Linked DNA regions of Mus musculus: region 2 is linked to region 1. The links are chromatin contacts, called in public promoter capture Hi-C maps. All regions are on one chromosome and are shown on one strand. Each heading gives the region's core, a stretch centred on a gene start, on an enhancer-like site or on the middle of the called end of the contact. The rest is flanking DNA. Distances are from core to core; before and after follow the strand shown.

Region 1 (7,026 bases), core at 3,124-5,623:
CTTGTGAGACTATGCTGGGGCCTAGCAAACACAGAAGTGGATGCTCACAGTCAGCTATTGGATGGAACACAGGGCCCCCAGTGGAGGAGCTAGAGAAAGTACCCAAGGAGCTAAAGAGATCTGCAACCCTATAGGTGGAACAACAATATGAACTAACCAGTACCCCCCGGAGGTCGTGTCTCTAGCTGCATATGTATCAGAAGATGGCCTAGTTGGCCGTCAGTGGAAAGAGAGGCCCATTGGTCTTGCAAACTTTATATGCCTCAGTACAGGGGAAAGCCAGGGCAAGAAGTGGGAGTGGGTGGGTAGGGGAGTGGAGGGGGGGAGGTATAGGGGACTTTTGGGATAGCATTGGAAATGTAAATGAAGAAAATACCTAATTAAAATAAAATAAAGGGGAAAAAAAGAAATTTAGCCCTGAGTCTAAGGTAATTAAGATGAAATTTAAATGTATTGAATTTTATCAGGAGACATTAAATGGCTGATAATAAAGAGCAAAACTCACTTGTCACACACACACACAAAAAAAAATACCCTCACTGTATCATTTCTCATACAGTTTGTGCATATTACAAATGATCATAAAAGCCGGGCCTGTAGGCTTGCACCCACGGTCCTAGCTGGGTAGAAGGCGGAGGGAGACGAATCTTTTTTGAGCTCTAGAACTTCAGATCAACCAGAGCAATGCAGAAAGACTGTCACCTGAAAAATCAAATCAAATCAAATCAAATCAAATCAAATCAAATCAAATCAAATCAAATCAAATCGGGTCTGGAGAGATGGCTCAGCTGTTAATATCTGTTGCTCTGACGACAAAACAAGGTTGCTTTCCCGACCACCCACGGGATGGCTCATATCCGATCTGTAGCTCCAGTTCCAGAAAATCAGGTGCCATCTTCTGACCTCTCTGGGCACCGCAGACATATCCGCAGGTGACACACTCATACACATGAAATAAACCCTTGGAGAAAGAAAAAAAGGAGAAGATGGTTGATTTTTTTCAAACTGATCATAAGATTTTCTCAAAAGCTGGGCCAATACCAGAAAACAGTGTTGCATAATTCACACTAATTTCTTGGGAAAGATTAATTATTTCCATAGAACTGAAAGTGGCCCACCAATATGAAGCAGAATAAACACCTCCTTTTAATTTGTTGTGCACTTGATACCTCATTCAACATACGGGGAAGGTCTGGGATGTAGCTCAGTTGACGGTGCTTGCCCAGATTGCATGGAATCACCATGTAAAACCCAGCATGCCCTTAGCCCTAGCACCCCGGCTGATGCAGGAGGATCAGATGGAAGGTAAGTGTTGAAGACAATATGGAAACACTTATTCTCTGGTAGGAAGTGTGCTTTAGGATAGCCCTCAGAAAACAATCTGGGGATAAATATCTCAGTCTCTCTGTCTCTGTCTCCAGGGTCTCATGTAGACTAGGTTGGTCTTTATGGAGAAAACTCGATGAAACCCATTATTTTTGTAGAAACAATATATGCTAACAGAACATGATATTATAGAGTTCTGAAGAGCTGTGGGTGTGGCTCAGTGGTAGAGTGCATATCAAGCATACGGCAAGATCCTGTGTTCTAGCACAGCACTAAAGCATTGTGTATGCGTCTGTGTGTAGACATAACATAAAAATTAGATAGTTTTGAAAGATCCTGACAGAGTGTAAAAGGTCACAGAAGCCCTGCAACTGGCAAAATAGATTTCATTGTCAGTAGAAATAGCTTCACTGATTTAGAAAAATAGAGGTGCACAATGCTCTGGCTGCTCCTTGAACCCGTGTGTCTGCCAATGTTCTGACCGTTCCTTGAACCCAGGTGTGTGCCCACTGCTGCACCTCACTGCCAGGTGTTTATGATATTGGTTGCTATATTGGTTGCTGGGATAGAGTCGGAAAATCTCCCCAGCAACCACAGTCGGGGCCAATCCGTAGTTGCTGCACCTTCATTAGACTCTTTCCTTGTTTCCCTCCCATACCCATTTCTTTTTTTTTTTTTTTTTTTTTTTTTTTGGGCAGGACCTAGGTTTATTTCAGTCTATGAAAAACTAAAATTCAAAGAAAATTAAATCTTGCTTAAGGGAACATTGTAAAGTAACAATTCTTGATATCACGTGCCTCTTATGATCCATCTGAAAACCATAGAGAATTACATTGTTTTGTGTGTCACTGTTCCAAGAGACAAAACAAATTTAAACAGCTAAACCATCTTAAAAATGCACCAAGCTTATGAAGTCTCAAACAAAACTTTAATTTCCTGTACATACTCCTGTCAGATGAAGTTATTTCCTGTACACCACTTTTGCAAACTGATCTTCTATTTCCTTTCATTTGACCTAGATCAGCTACGAGACCTAGAGAAGGATCGAGACGGCTTGTGATTTCTCTCACGAGACAGAGACCTTTCTCTTCTCCTATCTCTAGAAAGTGACCTGCTCCGGCTTCGGGAAAAGCTTCTCCTTCTTGGGGATCTGCGCCGAGGTGGAGGACTCCTCCTGCGGTAATCATCTCGAGGACGACGACCCCAAGAGGGAGGCGGCCCACGATTCCGACTTCTCTTTTCATCATTCGACAGTTCCACTCTTACACGGCAGCCACACAGTGTTCTTCCATCTAGTTCCCGGACAGCATCAGCAGCATCTCGGGGATCCTCAAATTCGACGAAAGCAAAGCCAGGAGGGTTTCGAGCAACCCACACACTTCTGAGTGGTCCATAATAGCCAAAAGCCCGTTCTAATTCAGTCTTGTTTCCATTATTTCCAAGATTACCTACATAAACCTTACAATCCAAGGGACAGGAATCACGATGCATTTCGAGATCCTGGGTTCAAAAGGCCCAAGCTCAAATCCTAACGCTCCGACAGGCCCACCCGCTTCCCTCTGGCTCTGCTCCTACAGATTCTCGGTCCCGCGGCGTCACGAAATGGCCCCCATACCCATTTCTTGAGGAATCAATCATTTTAGAATAGACATTGTTTAGATCTGGAAATCCCCTACTCTCCCCCTTCTCCTTTCCCCCCTGAGGGCCTATAAAACCTGGGACCCCTGTCCCCTCGGGGTTGACTCCTCTACCCCTGCGTGAGATATGAGTCGTCCCCAGAGCTCTGGTTTTCCCGAATAAAGCCTCCTGTGGTTTGCATCAAGTTTGGTCTCTCATGAGTTCTTGGGGGTCCACTATTATCCCGAGACTTGAGTGAGGGACTCCCTTCGGAGGTCTTTCAGTTTTACCTCTTATATTTTATCTGTGTACAGATGTGTACAGATTTTTAAAAGCTAAGAGTATAATTGTCTTTTTTGGTGTGAGAGGTTTCAAGACACTGTTTCTCTGTGTAGCTTTGGCTGTCCTAGAACTAGCTCTGTAGACCAGGCTGGTCTCAAACTCAAAGAGATCTGCCTGTGTCTGCTTCCCTGGAGTGCCGGAATTAAAAGTGTGTTCCACTACCACCTGGCTGTATGTATAATTCTTAAGAACATGGAATTAGGTCCTGTCTGTGGGAGCTGAGAGTTAAAAATGGAAAGTTAATTAAGTCTGAAGTCCTAGGCTTGAGAGTGTACCTGATAGCAGAAGGAGGTGGACTGGACAGGGCTTCAGTCAACCATTTCTCCCTGAAACTGAAGCTTAGGTGCAGCACAAATTGCGGTTCCTCGCCACACCTTCCCTATTCATTCATCTGAAGCACTGGGGCTTTTACTTCAAGGTAGTGAGGGGCTTTGTCCTGTTGCACATCAGTGTATTTTGAAGTTGCTTTGCTTCCAACAGATCCACTATGTTCTGTTAAGTATGTAAGATCTGTAAGTCATGAAAAGTGGACGGACTTTTAGAAAGAATTCTTTTCTGGCACTTAGAAATTGTTCTCCCTCCAAGAGGCCGGAGAGATGGTGCAGTGCTTAAGAGCACTTGCTCCTGCAGGAGACCCAGGGTCATTTCCCAGCATCCATGTGATAGCACACAACCATCCATCACTCCAGTTCCAGGAGACCCAACAAGTTCTTCTGGCCTGCAGGGCACTGCATGCATGTGGCACACAGCCATACATGCACACAAAACACCCCCCCCACACACACACAGTTAAAAAATTTAAATTAATTTAAAAAGAAATGGTTCTCCCAGAGACTTTCCTGGTGTTTGTAGGAACACACTCATGTACATTATCAGAGACTTCCCTGGTTTCTGTAGGAACACACTCACATACATTATCAGAGACTTCCCTGGTGTCTGTAGGAACACACTCACGTACATTATCAGAGACTTCCCTGGTGTCTGTAGGAACGCACTCACGTACATTATCAGTTGAACCTTTGCACAGAAGCCCCACGTGACTCTTGCTATTCTCAGCCTTGTCCAGGAGCTAAAATTAGAAGTAGGCTGACATGACTTTTCACTTGGTCACAGCCCGACAGAGTTTTAGTCATTTGGAGCCACACTGGGGGAAAAAAAAATCACCTTGGATCTGATTCTAGCTGAGAATCAGGGAGCTCTGGGCATGTTGGCTGCAGCAACCCCCTATGGTAAGTGCTTTTCCGAAACAATTTTCCTCCGTTCCTTCTGCTTAAAGAAATTACAGGTGACGATCTCACTGAAAAAGTTTATCAGCTGATCACAGATATAACTTCTGAGCCTTGTAAGGGGGCTGTGGTCACTTACCTAGCCGTCGTCCTCTGGGACACAGGAGATAGGCTTCCTGAAAGTTAGAGTTTAAGGTTGTGTTTCTTCAGTTGTTTAACTTTTGAAAGCAGCTGCCCCACCGTGTCATTGACACACTTAGCTCGCTGCTGTGCTGTGTGCCTTTCCTTCACAAAGGAGCTAGATGCAGAAATGCCTTGTTACAAACTTGTTTTTTTTCTGAAGCAAATCTGTCATGTTAAGGAAATTAGTATTAGAGATGACCAATATTTAATGTCAAGCAATGAAATAAGTTAACAAATGAGAGTTTATATAAAGATAATGCAATACGGAGATAGCTTGCATTCATGAAATATTTTAATTGTATATGGTTGAAAGTATTTAGTACATACATCAGCTTTATTAACATCTGATACAATAAATTCTAGGTGACATGTCCAGGCAGTAAGGTCCCCAGTACATGTTCTTCAAGGCTCCTCCTTCCACCTCCCACTCTCTTCTCTTATTTGTCCATTCTTTCCTGACTTCCTTTCTTTCCTTTTTTATCCTTCCTTCCTTCCTTCCTTCTTTCCTATTTTGGTAAGGTGTTGTGGTGTACCTAAGCTGCTCTCAAACGTACCATCCTCCTGCATCAGCCCATCAACAGACATATACTATTATGCCTGATCCCAAGGTCTCTTGACTGCAGAAAGATCTCACACTCAGCTCCTGTCTGTGGGCTCCGCGCACTCTGCTCACATCCCTCTCTAAGTAATACTCTGCATATTGTAGATGACAAAGCAACCCAAAGTTTTCTTCTGACAGCTCTTTTCGGGTTCCTTTTCTGACTGCCTCCATGAGCCTCAAATAATTTTAATTCTAATTCTACAATTTAGACATGATTAGCCAAACGTCCTGGGCCAAATGAAGGTATCCATGAAAAAGCAAAATTCCATGATGCATTCATTTTATTATTATTATTACTAATTATTATACTATTTTGAAAAATCATTGTTGGGGGACACTTGTTCATAGTGAGCAGGAATGTCTATACCTCGTATATCACCTATGCTCTTTGAAAGTAGTTACAACCAACTCACAGTTCCACCAATGCAAAGCACTGGGGGAATCCTCTCACCCAAACTTTCACCAATAGTTGGTAGAGTCAGTCTAGTACAATTGGCCATTTTGATGAGGTATGTATAGATAGTTTACTATGGTTTAATCTATAGAATCTTAAGGCTAAGTACAGTCTGTGGGTTTTTGTTTTGTTTTGTTTTGTTTTGTTTTGTTTTGTTTTGTTTTTGCCATTTGGATTTCCTGGGCTTTTCCTACCTTGCTGGTTTTACTTGGTTGCCTCTTTTTCTTCCTTCTTATTAAATGTTAGATGCAAACAACGGGTTTCTCCACAACATCGTGATGCACACGTGGAGCACACGCTGGTCACAGCCACATTTCCTGTGGCCTCTGCTACTGTACTCTCTGTCTTCTGCACAAGCCGTCTCCTGTTTCCTAAAAGTTCTCCTACTCTTTCTCATAAAAATGCAAAACAGTTATCTACTTACTTTGTTATTTCTAAAACATAGGTATTCCTGTGTACATTGCTGTGGAATTGTATACCACAGATGTATTTCTGTGTGCATTTCTGTGGAATTGTATACCACATATGTATTTCTGTGAAATTGTATACCACATGTGTGTGGATGCCTTTGGAGGTCAGGAGAAGGCATCAGATCCCCATGAACTGGAGATAGGCAGTGGGAACGTCAGGATATGGATGCTGGGAACCAAGCCTCAGTCCCCAGGAGAGGAGCAAACGCTCTTAGTTATGGAGCTGTCTCTCCAGCCATCTTAAAACAAAACAAAACCAGGCTTAATTGATTTCCTTGTAGGAAGCCTTATGTTGTAGACACAGCTGGGGCCTGGGGCCTCTGCATGCTGTCAGGCTGGTGGCAACCACCTTTACCTGTGGAGCCATCTTGAGGGCCCCAGACTTGCCTAATGTATCGTAGCTTAATTACTTTCCCATAGCTGGATGCAAGTCTGGTTGCAGGTTTTCATTATCATGGACGACATGGTAACAAAGGAAGCGGATTGGACAGCAGTTCCTGTTCCAACCATGTGTGCTCCCTTGAGGGTTAGCTTCCTCATATGAATACTAAAGGCAACAAAAATACTCACATCATAGTTTACATGGGTTTAAAATAAGGTATGGGCTGTGGGGGCACACACCTTCAATCCCAGCACTTGAGTGGCAGAGGCAGGTGGAGTGGAGTTCGAGGCCAGCCTGGACTACAGAGTAGGTTCCAGGATAGCCAAGGCTGTACAGAAAAATCTGTCTCAAAAAGCCAAAATAAATAAATAAATAAATAAATAAATAAGTAAAATAATAAAATAAGATATGGCATGCAAATATAT
Region 2 (7,026 bases), core at 2,281-4,780, 190 kb after region 1:
TCAATTCCAGCACTCACATGATGGTTCACAACTGTCTGTAACTCCAGTTCCAGGGGATCCATGCCCTCTTACTGCCTCCAAGGGCACCAGGCACACATGTGGCACAAAGAAATATATGAAGGCAGAACACTTATACACATAAATGAATATGGGGGTGTGGTGCTGAGGACAGAGCCCAGGGTCCTACATGTGGTAGGCATGCACTCTACCACTGAGCTACATCCTTCCAACTGCTCCTCACGAGGCGGGCTCTCATGTGGCCAGGCTGGTCTCAAACTTGTGAGACAGTGGAAGGCCATCATGGACTCTCAATTCTCCTGTTTCAACTATCCAGAGGCTGGGCTACAAGTATACGCCATCATGCTGGGCTCAAGAGCTATTTTAAAGATTTATTTATTTACTTTATGTATATGAGTACACTGTTGCTGTCTTCAGACACACCAGAAAGGGCATCAGACCCCATTACAGATGATTGTGAGCCACACTATGGTTGCTTGGTATTGAACTCAGGACCTCTGGAAGAGCAGTCAGTGCTCTTTACTGCTGAGTCATCTCTCTAGCCTAATACTAATAATACTAATCTATGTGGGTTAAACACAATTTCAACTGCCTTCTTCTTTTCCCTTTCCCCTTTCCCCTTTCCTTTCCTTTCCTTTCCTTTCCTTTCCTTTCCTTTCCTTTCCTTTCCTTTCCTTTCTCCTTTCCTTTCCTTTCCTTTCCTTTCCTTTCCTTTCCTTTCCTTTCCTTTCCTTTCCTTTCCTTTCCTTTCCTTTCCTTTCCTTCCTTTCCTAGACAGTGTTTCTCTGTGTCCATCCTGAAACTCATTCTGTAAACCAGACTGGCCTTGAACTCAGAGCTACCTGCTTCTGCTACCTCCTGGGTACTAAGATTAAAGGCATTCACACCCACCACCCAACTCAACAACCTTCTTAATACTAATATTCCAACTTACTCTGGGTCTAAAGTTTTCATGCCAAGGGGACCAAGCAATTTTTTTTCTGCAATTTCCAAAGCCTTCCAAGCCTTCTCAGCAGTAAAGAGTTCAGGGGCCTAATGAAGGTGAAATAAACAAAGAAAAAACATTTTAATATCGCAGAACAATTAGTTCTTACTCATGTAAGAATATGGTGTAGGTCAGATGGTGAGTGGAACCTGACGACTCTAATCCTCCGAGGCGGAATCTGAGTCGCCTTTCTCGGCTGAGAGGCTGGGAGAGCGCACGGGCCACCGGGGCCACCCGTGAACAAGAACCAAACAGGAGCCACAGCTACACCGGAGGCAGAGCTCACCTCCCGCTGCCACGTCCTAGGCGTGCAGGAGCCCTATACGCGTACCCGAAGCTTCTCTCCTCTCTTCTTGGCGATAATGAACTCAGAACTTGTACGCCAACAGCACAAATGCTTGCGACGGGTGGAAGGAGAGAAAATCTGCACCCATCTTACAGAGAAAGCGGAGCAAAGGCATCACGCCAAAGTGCCTCTGTGCAAGCCTGCTCTCTCTCTCTCTCTTTCTTTCTTTTTATTTTATGTGCATGGCTGGGTTTTGTCTGCATGCATATCAGTGTGAGGGTGTGAGTTACAGAGAGTTGTGGTTGCTGGGAAATGAACCCGGGTCCTCTGGAAGAGCAGTCACTGCTCTTAACCACTGAGCCATCTCCAGTCTGAAAGGGTACACTTTCATACCACTACAATTAGTAATATCTGCTTAGTAATCTTTTTGACAAAGTCAAACACCCAGGGAGGCATGGCTAAACACAGTCCTCCTAGTCCACTGCCCTGAAGAGTTTATTTTTAGACTGAGATTTTACAATAAAAGGGGATCAAGAATTCTTAGCTAGGTGGCTGGAGAGATGGCTCAGTGGTTAGGCACACTAGCTTCTCTTCCAGAGGATATAGGTTCAATTTCCCCACACCTACAGGGTGTAATTCTAGTCTCAGGGATCTGATGCCCTCTTCTGGCTTCTTGGGGCATTGCATATACATGACATACATTACATGCAGGCTCCTCCTCCCCCCCCAATAAAATGGTAAAACAAAATAATAATTAATAATAAATAATCCTTAGCTAAATAGAACTAATGAGAGAAAGACCACAAAGGAGACAGATGTGACTATAAGCTGCTGTGGACATTCCCTAACACAGAGCTTTCTGTCTAGTGCACTGGGGAGCTGTTTGTGGCATGCGCTGAGGTAACACAAATGTTCAGCAGGCCAGGGTGAGGGCTGAGGCCGACTGAGGCAGCTGGACCTGGCCTAAGAGACCCAGTCCATTCAGCCCAGTGTGTGCATAGACGCCAGGTACTGGGCATGTGTGACTCTGGGAGCGTTTGTTTCTCTGCATCCACTATTTTCCATTTTTGACACTAAATGTTTTGGATTAGAGGTGGTATGCATACTAAATTACTCTAAAACCATAGAATACTATCCAGAAAGCAATAATGTTTCATGGTTAAGTGGAACTTAAAACCAAACAGAAGAAAAAAGGCCCTTAGTAGAGTTACCATGACATTTTTGAAATGTGAAGGCACTATATCACTCACCACGACCATTGCTATGGTGAAGTTGGGCCTGAGCTGATAGTCACACCAAGGACTCGACGCACCATAGCTGTCCTTGTAGATGCCGCGTTTGTGAACCAGGTTCGGATGCTTCTCGTTAGGATCTGAAGGGTCTTCGGAAACATGAAACAGCTTTTCGAAATTGTTTTGTATTTTTCTGTTCCACTCATCGTACGAGACTGCCACAACCTTTCCTGAAAAGTGACAAGAGACATTTTGTAGATCTTCAGAACATTTAAACATCTGTTATTGCCAAAACTTCATATTTAGCTTCATTATGAAATAAATTATCTATGTTTTAGAAAATGTGGCTGCTTTAGATGGAGATATGCTATAAATTCAAAGACCAAATACCTCTCCCAAAAGAATGACAAACAGCTCAGGACTAACTTCATACTCAACACACTGTGCTAACAAATAACACTTCATATGCACTGAATTAAACATACAGTTACTTTCACCTACTTCTTTTTTTTTTTTTTTTTTTTTAAAGATTTATTTATTTATTATATGTAAGTACACTGTAGCTGTCCTCAGACACTCCAGAAGAGGGCGTCAGATCTTGTTACAGATGGTTGTGAGCCACCATGTGGTTGCTGGGATTTGAACTCTGGACCTTCGGAAGAGCAGTCGGGTGCTCTAACCCACTGAGCCATCTCACCAGCCCCACCTACTTCTTTTTTACGTTTTAGAAAGTCTAGGGCTGGAGAGATGGCTCAGTGGGTTAGAGCACCCGACTGCTCTTCCGAAGGTCCAGAGTTCAAATCCCAGCAACCACATGGTGGCTCACAACCATCCGTAACGAGATCTGACTCCCTCTTCTGGAGTGTCTGAAGACAGCTACAATGTACTTACATATAATAAATAAATAAATCTTTAAAAAAAAAAAAAAGAAAGTCTAGAGTTGTACAGGTAGCTCAAACATTGCTTCTGTTGCGTAGGAACATTGCTTCTGTTGCGTAGGAATTGTTCCAGAAAGGGATGGGAAGATTTCCAGACTGCCCATGTGCGTGACTTGCTCACAGAGTGAGGGAGAGGCCATGGAGGCAGGCACCACGCCGCCTCTTCTCTCAGCTCACTGGTGCTGTAGGAACGGTGTCAGTAACCAGCTGTTAGCATTTCCATATTGGGAATTAACCATTTTTCTTTCTTCTTAAAAGCTAGCCTTTTCTGGTATTGATTGGCTGAACCCAATGACGGCGACAAAGGTTAATGACTTGTAGGTTCCTTGGAAACAGGCCAGCTTACCATGTCTTTTTACTCTGACTTCATGATAAGGAAAGATATTTTTCTTAGACAATTCCAGCAACCAACGAACAGCAGATTTACACAAGCCCACGATTTCCACAGCAGACCCATCTCTAAAATTAGAAAAATGTATTTTCTATGTTGAGTTTATTTAACCATTATTTAAAAGGGCATTCAATAAGTAATTCTGGGTTGGGGATGTAGCTCAGAGTTGAACGTCTAGAAATAATGAAGGCTTTGGGTAGAATAGAACCAAACCAAACCACTACCAACGACAACAACCTATTTGGTGAATATTGTACCTAATGCACCATACAAGCAACTACCTGTGCCCACATCTTCACGTTATAAGTAATACATATTATATACATATGATATCACATAAGAAATCTCCTCCCTTACTATTTTGGCATTGATTTTTGTTTCTAATATTTAAAAAGACATATTTTTATTTGTATATGCATGTGTATCTATGTGCACATGGCACACGTGTGGATGCCCAGATAAGAGTACCGGATCTCTTGGAACTGGTTGCAATGGTTGAGAGCCTCCCACGGTGAGTGTTGGGAAGCAAGCTTGGGACCCGCCCAGCAGCAGGCTTTCCTCACAGCTCAGCCATCTCTCCAGGCTCTCCTGACACTCATTTGTTCCTGAGCTTTGAAGACTGGGTCTTTCTCTTTAGTCCTGGCTGATGTGTTTGAAGATAAATCTTTAATAAGAAAACAATTTCCAGGCTGGAGAGGTGGCTCACTGGATAAGAGCAATTACTGCTCTTGCAGACCACCCTGGTTCAGCTCCCAGCACCCACAGTGGGCAGCCTTCAAGTGCCGGTAGCCTGGCACAATCAGATGACCTCTGCTGGCTTCCACAGGCGCCTGCACACATGTGCACCTCCCAAATGGGCACATTTTTTTTTTCTTTTTAAAGAAAATAGTTGCTAAGCTTAAATCAGTATCAAGAACTTGTGATATTTGTCGATAACTTCTAAACTCATAAAAGAAAAACCCTTGGATAACAAAAGTAGAGATAAAAGTTTTCAATTAGTTGTTTTCCATTCTTGTAAGACTGGTGAAATAAAATCTTTACATTGTGTGAAGTTCACATTAAGAAATGTCTTAAAGAGGGATGGTGAGATGGCTCAGCAGGTAGCTCTCTTGGCCTTTGCTGCCAAGTCTGATGACCTGGGAGCCACATGGTGAGGCGAGAGAAGTAACTCTCATAGTTGTCCTCTGACCTGCACATATGCGAAAACATACATACACACACAAACACACACACCAAGAATAACTGTAACTTTTTTTTTATTTTAAAGGTGTCTTAACCATTGGGATAATGAATCATAAACGTTTGAGATTCTTGTAGAGGTGCAAATTCATGAGTTCTCTCGGATGAGAACAGGTTATTTACACCAGAGGGCGGTTTTATCTGTAATAATGGTGGCAAGGAATAAATGAGTGAAGAAGGAAACAGCAGAGGAGGAGGGAGAGGAGAAAGAGGAAGGACAGGTCTGGAACGCTTTAGAGTGAGGACAATGGTTAGCAGAACAAAAGATGCTGTGTGTTTAAAAAAGGGGCTGGTGAATTAAAAGTGCCTCGGCAGACGCATCCATACACAGACTCTACCTTGGAGTGGCTGGGATCCCTCTGTTCCTAGCTCGGTCACTCTCTCCCATTTTATCCATCCACGTGCCACAGTTGAAGCGATTTCCTCCATAAACAAATCCTGTTTCTTCATCAATCCCCGCAGTTATGTTGAAACCTGAAAAAGCAAACTAAGACACTTACAGAGCAGCCATGGAGGTACAGGTTTGTGGTCCTAGCACTCAGGATGCAGAGGCAGAAGGATCACATGAGAGGTTGAAGCTGGCTTATGTAGTGAACTTGAAGCTAGAGAAGCCTCATAGTGACACTCTTTTTTTGTTTGTTTGTTTTTGTTTTATTAAAAACAACTACAAATCATTCAGTTTTTTAGAAAATACATATAAATTTCATTTCTCTTTCCAACGACACCTGTGTGCACCATGAACTGCATATCATGATGTTCTTTCTAAAGCACTGCTTACAATAGCAAAATCACAGGTCTACTCAGTAGAGGAATGTCTAACATCATGTACACTAGGACACGCTCTGTCCTTGGAATGAACAAACTGGATGTCTATGGAGCAAGAGGACTGAGTCCCTAAGACAAAATGGTTTAGTAAACACGTTACAGAAGGCAGCAAATAAAAACCTTTTTAATAAAGACTTAAAAATGCAGACTTCACTCTATGATTCTTTTACATATCTGATATATTTGTGTAGAGTGTAGAATTTAAGAACCTAATATAATCATATAATATATACATATATATATAACACATTGCCTTTATACTTCATAATATATGGCACTTCTAATTTATACATGCTCAAACATATAAAGTATAAAAATATACATGGAAACAGTAGCCTAGTCATTAACCCTAATAAGTAATTAAAAGAGAATCTTTGAGCCAAGCAGTGATGGCGCACGCCTTTAATCCCAGCACTCAGGAGGCAGAGGCAGGCGGATTTCTGAGTTCGAGGCCAGCCTGGTCTACAAAGTGAGTTCCAGGACAGCCAGAGCTACACAGAGAAACCCTGTCTCAAAAAACAAAACAAAACAAAAAAAACCAAAACAAACAAACAAAAAGAATCTTAGGATTATGTGCTATATTTTATTTCTTTTCAAAGTAAAACAGAAAGATATGAAGAAAATATAGTAAATCAATATATTTAATTTCAATACCAGTTTCAAAGGTAAAAATTATTTTGCTTAAAGTTGAAATGTTTCATACAACAGTAACAATAGTAAACCCTAAAGTAGCTCAGAGACCCCATAAAATGTTCTTTGGATACTAACCTATTTCCATTGACTTCGCTTAGTGAAGGATAAAAAATGTATCAGTGATTGTTACCAATTACCTTAGTGAGTTAATATTTGTATCTACTATACTACTATACTATTATAATACTATATATACTATTTATGATATGATAAGCAATGAATCACCGTGAGTTCAAGGTTAGTCTGCTCTATACAGCAGTTCCAGCCAAATAAAAAACAAATTATATACTGAATACTCAATTTATATAAAATTTTCAAAGCTGGTGTATGCCCCAGACTTTTAATCTCAGCACTCAGGATGTTGAGGCAGACGATCCATCACTGTGAGTTCGAGACTAACCTGGTCTACATGTGAGAGC

Evidence for each region. Promoter capture Hi-C pulls out the DNA fragments that hold promoters and counts their contacts.
Region 2: a promoter capture Hi-C map of liver shows a contact between it and region 1, with 2.5 times the contacts expected there. The contact joins the enhancer-like site here to the promoter of Lrrc39 in region 1. A contact is called at or near these places in 11 of 39 promoter capture datasets (the C10 cell line, HPC-7-derived erythroid cells, cranial neural crest and 7 more), 2 of 484 Hi-C or Micro-C datasets (cardiomyocytes and embryonic stem cells), 2 of 115 datasets of contacts at active chromatin or transcription factors (both in embryonic stem cells) and 2 of 9 other capture datasets (adipose tissue and liver).

What each region holds. Positions count from the first base shown.
Region 1 is chr3:116,558,610-116,565,635 of GRCm38.p6, forward strand. It overlaps Lrrc39 (leucine rich repeat containing 39), which reads left to right and starts at 4,374. Exons shown (of 9, transcript NM_175413.4): 1 at 4,374-4,514. It also overlaps the pseudogene Gm9761.
Region 2 is chr3:116,749,446-116,756,471 of GRCm38.p6, forward strand. Agl (amylo-1,6-glucosidase, 4-alpha-glucanotransferase) reads right to left here. Exons shown (of 34, transcript NM_001081326.1): 28 at 5,428-5,563; 29 at 3,806-3,918; 30 at 2,540-2,751; 31 at 953-1,050. Among named protein-coding and RNA genes, the nearest start is that of Slc35a3, 41 kb to the left of the region's middle. Within about 2 kb of position 3,531, at least 4 of the 459 cell types and tissues checked have an H3K27ac peak or open chromatin away from gene starts, as enhancers often do. A contact at or near this core is called in liver, where this site is marked.